2 separate regions of the Ovis aries genome follow, and region 2 is linked to region 1. The links are chromatin contacts, called in public Hi-C maps. All regions are on one chromosome and are shown on one strand. Each heading gives the region's core, a stretch centred on a gene start, on an enhancer-like site or on the middle of the called end of the contact. The rest is flanking DNA. Distances are from core to core; before and after follow the strand shown. Region 1 holds the start of IRX3 (iroquois homeobox 3). Region 2 holds the start of IRX5 (iroquois homeobox 5).

Region 1 (4,772 bases), core at 346-2,845:
GCCAGGGACCAGATCTTGGGTTTTTGCAGGGCCGAGGCGGGCGCCGGTGCAGGAGCGCAGGGGTCCAGGCCCGCTGGGGGCGAGGGCGGAGATGGCGGAGCGGTGGCCACGGGCGGTGGCACTGGGGCCAGACTCAGGACGGGCAGCGGACGCTCCTCCAAGCCCTCGGAGCTGTCGTCCGAGTCGCTATTCTTGGAGTCTGAGATGGGTTCCAGGCCGAGGTCGCCGTCCCTGTGCGACGCCCCAGTCAGGGCCAGCTCGGGTCCCGCGACCGCGCCGTCTAAGTTCTCCAAATCGATCTCCTCGTCTTCATCGTCGTCCGCCAGGCCCTCGCCCCCGGTGTCCTCCTCCTCCCCCCCGAGCTCCTCCTCCTCCAGCTCCAGTTCGCGCTTGCCGTCTTCTTCATCCTCCTCCTCGTCTTCCTCCTCGCGCTCGCTCCCATAAGCGTTGCCCTCCTCGTCGGTGCGGCTCCGGGGCGCCCAGGTCATCTTGTTCTCCTTCTTGAGGCGCCGGCGCGCGTTGGCGAACCAGGTGGACACCTGGGTGAGGGTCATCTTGGTGATGATGGCCAGCATGATCTTCTCGCCCTTGGTGGGGTAGGGGTTCTTGCGGTGCTCGTTGAGCCAGGCCTTGAGCGTGCTGGTGCTCTCTCGGGTGGCGTTCTTGGGCCGGGACGGGTCCCCGAACTGGTACTGGCCGTAAGGGTAGAAGGCGGGGTGCGGGTGTGGAAACGCGGTGGCCGCGGCCGTATGCTGCACCCCGGGGCTGTCCTTCAGCTCATACTGCGTGCCCTGTACGCACATGGACAAGGAAGGGACGCGCGCGGAGGGAGCGAGGATGAGCCCCGGCCGTCGCCGCCTCCACCCGCCCGGCCCAGGCCGCGCCAGTCTACTGAGCGCGCACACCTCGTCCGGCGCCCCAGCTCTAACCCCCCTTCCGCGGCTCCCAGGGCACTTACCAGCTGAGGGAAGATGGGCAGCTCGGCGGCGTAGGGCAGGAAGGCGCCGTAGCCTTGGGCGGCTGCGGCTGCGGCTGCAGCCGCGGCGTAGGGCGCCCCGTACACGGACGAGAGCACGTTGGACAGGGACCCCGAGGCAGCCAGCTCCGAGGCGCCGGCTCCCGGGCCGCCCCGGGCCCCAGCGCTGCCACCGCCGGCGGCGGCCCCCGGGCGCTCGGGTGGGTAGAGCGGGCGGATGTACTGGTATCCGAGCTGGGGGAAGGACATGGTGGCCCGCGGGGCACGGACAGAGAGGGGGCCCTGCCCCCCGGGGCCGCCCAGCTCAGCGCCGCCCGCGGGCTCCGGGGCACATCGGGGGCTGGGCCCGGCTGCGGCCGCGCTGCCTTCCGCGCTGCGCTGCGCTCCGCGTTCGCCTATCGATCTGCTCCGGGGCGGCGGCGGCGGCGGCGGCGGCGGCGGCGAGGAGCCAGGTCAGGTCCGAACAGATTGGCGGAGATTCCCGGGGCTCCGGAATCTGATTGACATTTCTACGGGCCCACAAGCCCCTCCTCTCTGCGCCGCGCTCCCTCCTCTCGGCCGCCGGAGCTGCCTCTGCCCGCGCCTGGCTCCTCGCTGCCCTCCTCTCCCCGAGCAGTGTCGCGCCTTGCTTCCTTCGCCCTCCTCTAGTTTTCACTCCCCCTCCTCGCCCTTCCTCTCTCCTCCCCTTTCTGCGCTCCTCTTCCCCCCAGGATCGCTTCCGCTCCTTCGGGCTCTTTCACGCTCCTGGACTACGGAACTCTTTCTCGTCTTTCCCTTTCTCGCTGTTCCTTTCTCTCCCCTTTCTGTTCCCGTCACTCTTTCTTTTTAAAATCTATTTTCTCTGTACACACACCACACTCCCCACACTCCCATCCCCCCGGCCTCTGAGCTTTGGGTTAAGGTGGCCCAAACTTGTGGACACTCGGGGTGCCGTGCGCGGGGGGTAGGGTGGGGTGGGGGGGAGGGTGTGTGTGTGTCCGTATCTGTGTCGGTGTGTCCGTCCCCGCCCTCGCCCCCTCCCTCGCCCTTCCCCAAATCTCGGGTCTGACGTCGCGCCCTCTTATTCGACTTTTCCTCGCGTCTCCTTCGCGAGTCGCCAATCGCCTGGGCGCCCTGCAGGCGAGGCCGCCCACCCCGCAGAGAAGGCGCGCGGGGCGGGGCGGGGGCGGGAGCCCCGGCGCAGCGAGTCCCTTCCCGCCCCCTCTGGCCCGCGGCGGAAGGGGGCGCGGGAGGCGCGGGGACCGGGGTTAGCACTGGGTCAGCTCACCCCTCTCGCTCTCGCCTCTCGGTGCCTCTCCCCCTGCCCCAGCGCGTGGGATCTGGGTCAGGACCAGACAGACCCTGGTCCGGGGCAGGCGCTGGGACTTTACTCTGCCCCGGCCCGCTTTCCAGCTCGCACCTCTAGACTCTCGGCCACCCTTAGTGGCTTAGGGAGGGGGTGGAAGAGGCGTGAGGGAAGTGGGGGCGTGTGCTTTAAGGGAGTCTTCGAGGACTGTCTCACTGCCCGGGGTGGGGCGGGGAGGCGAGGTAGCCCCCTTCCCAGAGGACTAAATCCTGCAGTTAACCACGTTCACGCCACGCGGATGTCAGGGTGCAGAATCCTTCCTTAGAAATGGCGTGTGTGTTGGGGGAGGGCGGTGCTGCAGAGTGGACACCTCAGGCATCCTGGGGAACGATGTCAGGGAGACGGAGCCCGCCGGAGCCCTAAGCCGGCGTGGGATGGGGCAGGAGCAGGGAGCCGGGTGGCGGAGGCTCCAGGAACTTTCAGCGAGCGCTTGGAAAAGTTAATATGCTGGAATTTTCGGTCCGTAGAGATTCTTCGTTTCCCTCCCCCTTCTCCTGCTCCCGGGGTCTCCGCGCCAACCTGTTTTCCTTCGGCAGAGGTCCTCCCATCCGCGGGGGTGGGGATGGGAGGCAAGACTTAAGTTTTACAGTGGAGTATTTCCTAAACCAAAGCTGAAATCTTAGAATCCGCGCGCCCACCTTCACAGGTTAGGGCGTGCAGCCGAGAGGAGGATTGAAATTCCCGGTATTGCGGCGACTCCGGGCTGAACGCTTTAGGCCGCTGCGGCGACCCACGCACAGGCCAGGCCAGCAGCAGGAGCGCTCCGGGACAACCCCCGGGCGGTGCCTGTCTTGGAGTTGCCCGTCCCGGATCGGAGGCGGAAAGTGGCTGCCTTGCTCTGATAGAAGAATCTAATCCGAATTCTAGAAGAGCGGAGGGATCGGAGAGTCTTGGCCCTAGCTGTCTCTGGTCTCAGTGGCTCCAAGGAGCCCCGCTGGGAGTCCCGTGGACACCCGGTTTTGACCTCGCCCCTATTCCCCGCCTCTTTCTACCAGTCTTCGTGTGGGTCGGCGCCTCGAGTAGACATGAAGGCCGAGAAAATTGGGTGGTGGTGGGGGGTATACAAGGGAAAGTTTGGGGGCAGCTAGGTTTGGGGTTCGATAGGGGAGAGTAACGTGCGGCCTCCTCAAACTGAGTCAGCCTGCTTCCCTGACCTTCTACTCACCTGCGTCTGCCTGGTGCCAGGTGTTGGCCTTAGCTGGAGTCTCCCCAGAAGAGGAGGTATCAGAGGAAGCTTTGAAATGTTTCCCCGGCGCCTGATTTCGTTTTCAGTTAACCGTCTCAGCCGAGTGGCATAGGGAATCACGGGCTCACCGACTCAAGACTAATCTCAGGGTTATAAAATTGAGGGTAACGTTATTGCCTGGAGTGTTCCCTAAGTGTCAGACGCGGAGCCTCGACGGCCCGCAGACCTAGAGTTTGCACAAGGTAGACGCACCAGACCCAACCCCGGGGAGAGCCAAGAGCGAGATGCTGAAGTGGGGAGCCTGGGGCTGCGCTGGGCCCCTGTCTAACGCGCAGCTCTTCGAGAAGAACAGGAACAATGAACACAGGAGATGCTTCCTCCGCCCGCAGTAACTCGCTATCGACCTGGCTGCGCTGGACGGTGAGAGGCGGGAAAGAGGCCAGGCAAGGGGCGAAGCTGTGCTCAATGAATTAGCCACGCCGGACTAGGGGACCCATGACCCAGAAGACGAACCTCCAACCCAGATGAGGACTCAAGGACCTCGATTATTTAGAAACCTCCAGGCGCCCCAGGTCTTCAGCAGAACAGCCTCTCCGCTCCCCTAGTCTCCAGCGGAGACCCTAGCCCGGGCGGTCCGCGCCCCACCTCGGGACCCAGAGCCCTAGGCAGCCGAGCCTCGACGTGGCGCTAGCTCCCCAATGCCACCAGGCCAGTGGAATCCGACTCTGAACTGAACTCACGGGTCCAAAAACAGCCGAGCCTTTTCCAGGGATTTTTAATCCAAGAGATGGGGTCAAAGTGACATTCGCACAGGGAGGAGAAGCAGGTGCATGGGAAGTTGATTTGGGAAAGTCGTGCGCGCAAAAACGCACACAAACCCTTTTCCACCATCTCGCTTTCTTCCAACGTTCCCAGAGCACAAAATGCTTCGGAGGCTTGCTGTAGACGCTCTCTCAACGCGGCTGAAGGTGTGGGGAATGAGCAGGGGGCGTCCACAGCACTGGCTTAGCGCGCACTCACTGCACCGCTCCCGGGTCTCACACTCGGAGGTGCGGGCCCGACGTGTGCCCAGGGCCGGTGTCCCGCCTGGCTCAAGGGCTGAGCGGCGCATTGTACCCGGGACTCCAGTCACCAGGCCCCCTTCCTGCCCCCTCCTCGCTCGGCCTCACGGCGCCCACGCGTCCCCATCGGGGGGCGCCGCTGTAGCCCTAGGTTTCTCCGCCGAGGCCCATCTTCTGTCCTTCCCTCCCAGGCCCGAAGTCCCT
Region 2 (5,011 bases), core at 908-3,407, 610 kb after region 1:
CACGTCCATCCCGTCCACGGGCGGACGTGGACGCGGCTCGAGAGGCAGGAAGCCCGGCCGAGACGCAGAGGGTACGCGGTGGCAGGATGGACGCGGGGCTCACCTCTCCTCCGCAGCGCGGGAGCTTGAGCCGCGGACGCTCCCTCGTGGCTGGCGCGAGCCCCCGGCGGGCGGCGCGCGCGGGCCGCTACCGACCGTTAGCGCGAGGGGCTGCGGCGGCGGCGGCGGCAGCGGGCGGAGCCGGGGGCGGGCGTTGGGGAGCTGAAGGGCCGCAAGAGCGGGAGCGACGCAAGCAGGCGGGGACGCTCCTGGGCACTCCCCGCGATCACCCCGGCCTAGCCCGAGCCCCGGAGGACACTGCCCCCTTGGCTGCTGAGAGGCCGCCAGCGATCGCCTCCGCGCGCGCGGGGCTGCTCGGCCTCGCCTCAGTCGCGGCCGGTTCGCTGCCACCTCAGCTGGGCTATGCCCGCCACCGCCGCCGCCGGCTTCCCGTCTCCATGACAATAGGGCGCCGACGCCCCGCCCCGCCCCGCCCCCTCGGCGCCTAGACTCGGAGGGAAGCGGGCTCACGTCGCCGAGGGGCGGAGCCTATAGAGGCCAGCGTCCAATTAGAGGCGAAGGCAGGGCGGGATGGGGCCGGGCGATTTCAGAAGTTGTAGGAGAATATCCGCCTGAGGGGCGGGGCCTGGGAGAACTGATGGGGAGGAGTCTGCGCGCGTGCGTGAAGTCGCGCTGCAGAGTGCGGGTCTGGAGTCTAGGCTTGTGTGCCAGACCCGGTTGGAACTTAGGAAATAAAAGTATCTCAACTGTCAGAGTCATTGAGGGAAACTTTGTGTCTAGGTATACTTCGGCTTCCGTGTGACTGCATTATAAAAGCCACAAAGTCCCTGATCTACTGGAGTGCCCAAAACTGTGCCAGCCCCTGTCCTGGTTCACCAGCGCCCCTGTCTGTCCCAGAGTTCGAGTGCTTCTGTGGCTTGCGGTGGCGCTGGGTGTAGAGACAGGCAAAAGGTCTATTTTGTATTCTGTGTGGCCTTCGTGGGCAAGGGCTCGGCCTGTGACTCAGTTGTGTTTGCCTTGCCAGCGCCTCGCTGAACAAACAGTGGTTGGGTTGGTTACTCCCCCGCGGACTGTTAGCGGTGAAGCGTGGGCGGGTGCGAGCGAGTGAGCGTGCGAACTGGAAGAGGACCCGCACTCTCCACCACCGTCACCACCGGCCTGGAGGGGCGAGCTGCCGGTGATGCAAAGCCCCAAGAAAGGGGCAGCGAGCCATTGTGGGAGAGGGCGTAATGGAGTCCAGAGACTTACTCCAGTGTAGCTGCTTCTCCTCCGTCTGGCAGCTCTTGCCCACAACCTCTCTAGAGAAAGGCTCCCCCCCGTAGTACTGGGTCCCCAGTGTCTCCTCCCTCGCCGTCTGGCGGGGAGTTGGTGGACGGGAGGCTGAGCCGGAGACGTGCAGATGTCCAAGGCCTGTCTCTCGCCCACCTGCTGCTGCTGGTGGAGGATAGTCACCCCGGACTCCCAGCGCCCTGAACGCTGGCATCCATCTGGGTCTCCAGCGCTCTCGTGGGTCCTTTAACTAGGGGGAGAAACCAGGGGAGGGTGGACAGCGATCCGCTTTGGAGCCCAGCCTCCTCGCGAACAAGAAATCCGCTAACTCCGCGATTTACTGTGGCGTAGAAAAAGCAGAGCGTTCGCTGGCGCGTGGTCCGCTGCCTCGTTCCCTTTGTGCGTCGGAACGCGGACCGGCCACCAGGGCCCGCTTGTGTCGGAACCGCCGCTCCTCCTCCCCGACTTAGCAGGGGAGGAAAGTTGGAAGAGATCGTCGCGCCTGGGATGTGATTGTCATCCTGGGGCCGGCGCTCGAGAGTCTGAGTGAGAGAGAGGGAGAGACCGATGAGGGGAGGGGGGGGGGGAGGAATAAGGGGAGGGGGGAGAGGAGGGCCGCGGAGGAGAGGCGGGCGCTAGGGAGGGGCGAGGGGAGCGCCAGCGAGCGGGAGAGGGAGCCCGGGAGGAAGAGGGAGAGGACGAGGAGCGCCTGGCGGCCGGGTTGGCTGCGGCCGCCCAGAGGCTCCTGCCAGTCCTCCCACCGACTACACCCCGGGAAGGAGGAGCTTCAGGCGCGCACAAGGCGTCAGAATCCTCAATTTCCAACTTAGCATCTTGGCAGGACCTTTGCGAAGCCAAAAGCGGAGCCCCCCAGTGCAAAGAGCGAGGGGGAAAAAGAGAAAGCAACAAGGGAGGGGGGGAAACCCTGCCGGGAGGAGCGAGGCGCGCAGAGGAGCGGGCTCATCGGTCGCAGCCGGAGGCGCGCGGGAAGCCAGCGAGGAGGCGCCGCGGGCCGGAGCCCGGGAGCCGGGGCCCGAGGAGCAGCGGCCCGGGGCAGCCGGAGACCAGGTGCCCGCCCGCTCGCCCTCGCAGGGCGCCGCCCGGCTCGTTGGCGGCCGCGGCGCGGAGCGCCCCATGCCCGTGTGTGGCCATGTCCTACCCGCAGGGCTACTTGTACCAGCCGTCCGCCTCGCTGGCGCTCTACTCTTGCCCGGCGTACAGCACCAGCGTCATCTCGGGGCCCCGCACGGATGAGCTCGGCCGCTCGTCGTCGGGCTCCGCGTTCTCGCCCTACGCCGGCTCCACCGCCTTCACGGCGCCCTCGCCGGGCTACAACTCGCACCTCCAGTACGGTGCCGATCCCGCGGCGGCAGCCGCCGCCGCCTTCTCTTCGTACGTGGTAAGTGAGCGGGAGCCTGGGCGGGCGAGGGCAGCTGGGGCCGCGCGTGGCGGGCGGGGGTTGCGGGGGACACGGGCCTCGGCTTCACCGCGGACCGTCCCGCCGAGCCTCGCGGCCCCTGCGAACTTGGGCGATTGTCTCTCTCGGCTTCGCCCGGGTTTCGGGCTCAGGAGTTGCACGGAGAGGAGAGCCGCGTCTTGCTCAGATCGCTAACTTGGCGGAAGGGGTTTTTGGGGGGAGAGGTCGCTTCAAAGAGCAACATTTGGTTCAAACGTGAGCTCTAGGCCGTCCTGCACATTTTACTCTATTTCATTTTGGGGGGTTTGGCCATTTGGCGAAAAGTAGTTCAAAAGAAATAGATCCGAAATCTGAACAGAAGCGTGCTCGGTCTGTGTAAATGTGTTTGGCCTCGCCTTTAATTAGTCCTCCAAAATGTTGCAAATCCGTAATCCTATCTTCGCAATCCGATTTGGAGGTATTAAATTTCTGAAAAGTCGGGCGAGCTGCGGTGCATCCGGGATTTTTCGGCCGGGTGCACTTTCTGGAAAAGCGCCGTGGCTTCGGTTTGGGATAACACTTTTGGAGGGGAGGGGGTGCCAGGGACAAGGCTTGAATCTTCGTTTGCCTTTCTCTGTGGGGGAAAAAAATTCCTTGACTTCCTTTGCTCACTACCCTTGTTTCTACTGCGCAGCCACTCGGGCGCAGAGAGCAGAGTCGCCGCCGCTGCCCGGGCCTCTCTCTGGGTAGAGGGGCCTGGCCTCGGTGGCCGGATCTGCTCACGCGGGGGAGGACGTGCCCAGCCAGAGGGGGGCCTACCAGGTGCCGGGGAAGCCAGGACTGCTCCAAGAGCCTCCAAGGACTCAGGGATTGGCGGCCTCTGCTTCCTTCTAAGGAGGAAGAGGGGTTGCCCCCGGGTCTGAGCCCTCCAGCCCTACCCCAGGGGGAGCCTGAGTGCGGGCCTCGCTGCCCGAAGACCCCTGGGCGCAGAGGAAGTGTGCTTCAGTCGCCCAGGTGCCAACTGGGGACCACGGCCCACTCACGTTCTCTCTGCCCTTTCCCTGCAGGGCTCTCCCTACGACCATACACCGGGCATGGCAGGTTCCTTGGGGTACCACCCGTACGCGGCGCCCCTGGGCTCGTACCCGTACGGGGACCCCGCGTACCGGAAGAACGCCACGCGAGACGCCACCGCTACGCTCAAGGCCTGGCTCAACGAGCACCGCAAGAACCCCTACCCCACCAAGGGCGAGAAGATCATGCTGGCCATCATCACCAAGATGACCCTCACCCAGGTGTCCACCTGGTTCGCCAACGCGCGCCGGCGCCTCAAGAAGGAGAACAAGATGACGTGGACGCCACGGAACCGCAGTGAGGACGAGGAGGAGGAGGAGAACATTGATCTGGAGAAGAACGACGAGGATGAGCCCCAGAAGCCCGAGGACAAGGGCGACCCCGAGGGCCCCGAAGCAGGTTGGTGGACGCGGGAAAGGGTGTGTGGAGCCAAAGAGGGGCCTGGAGAGGGGGCGCCCAAGGCCTGGAGATTGGGGACAGGGCCTTTTGCCTTTGCGGGTGGGGACCTGTGGCCTCCGTGCCTCTGACCGCCTGGGTTTCACCCGCAGGAGGAGCAGAGCAAAAGGCGGTTTCGGGCTGTGAACGGCTGCAGGGGCCGCCCACCCCTGCCGGCAAGGAGACCGAGGGCAGCCTCAGCGACTCGGATTTTAAGGAGCCGCCATCCGAGGGTCGCCTCGACGCGCTGCCCGGGCCCCCCCGCGCCGGCGGGCTCTCCCCGGCCGGGCCCGCGGCAGCGCGGCTGGCCGAGGACCCAGCCCCTCATTACCCCTCCGGCGCGCCGGCTCCGGGCCCGCACCCAGCCGCGGGAGAGCTGCCCCCCGGTCCCGGAGGGTCCTCGGTCATACACTCGCCGCCACCGCCGCCGCCGCAGGCGGTGCTCGCCAAGCCCAAACTGTGGTCTCTGGCGGAGATCGCCACATCCTCGGACAAGGTCAAGGACGGGGGCGGCGGGAGCGAGGGCTCTCCGTGCCCACCGTGCCCCGGGCCCGTAGCCGGGCAAGCCCTAGGAGGCAGCCGCGCCTCGCCAGCCCCGGCGCCATCGCGCTCGCCCTCGGCGCAGTGTCCCTTCCCAGGCGGGACGGTGTTGTCCCGGCCTCTCTACTACACGGCGCCCTTCTATCCTGGCTACACGAACTATGGCTCCTTCGGACACCTTCACGGCCACCCGGGGCCCGGGCCAGGCCCCACCACGGGTCCGGGCTCGCATTTCAA

The links. Hi-C and Micro-C count contacts between places; a contact is called where the count stands out from the background.
Region 2: a contact with region 1 is called in a Hi-C map of tail adipose tissue, with 4 times the contacts expected there. The contact joins the promoter of IRX5 here to the promoter of IRX3 in region 1. A contact is called at or near these places in 5 of 16 Hi-C or Micro-C datasets (hypothalamus, liver, skin fibroblasts and 1 more).

Annotation. Positions count from the first base shown.
Region 1 is chr14:22,121,578-22,126,349 of ARS-UI_Ramb_v3.0, forward strand. IRX3 (iroquois homeobox 3) reads right to left here and starts at 1,596. Exons shown (of 4, transcript XM_042231638.2): 1 at 959-1,596; 2 at 1-791. The coding sequence starts at 1,225.
Region 2 is chr14:22,730,599-22,735,609 of ARS-UI_Ramb_v3.0, forward strand. IRX5 (iroquois homeobox 5) reads left to right here and starts at 2,158. Exons shown (of 4, transcript XM_027977846.3): 1 at 2,158-2,728; 2 at 3,793-4,198; 3 at 4,348-5,011. The coding sequence starts at 2,480. It overlaps LOC106991591 (a long non-coding RNA gene), which reads right to left and starts at 192. Exons shown (of 13, transcript XR_009596178.1): 1 at 104-192.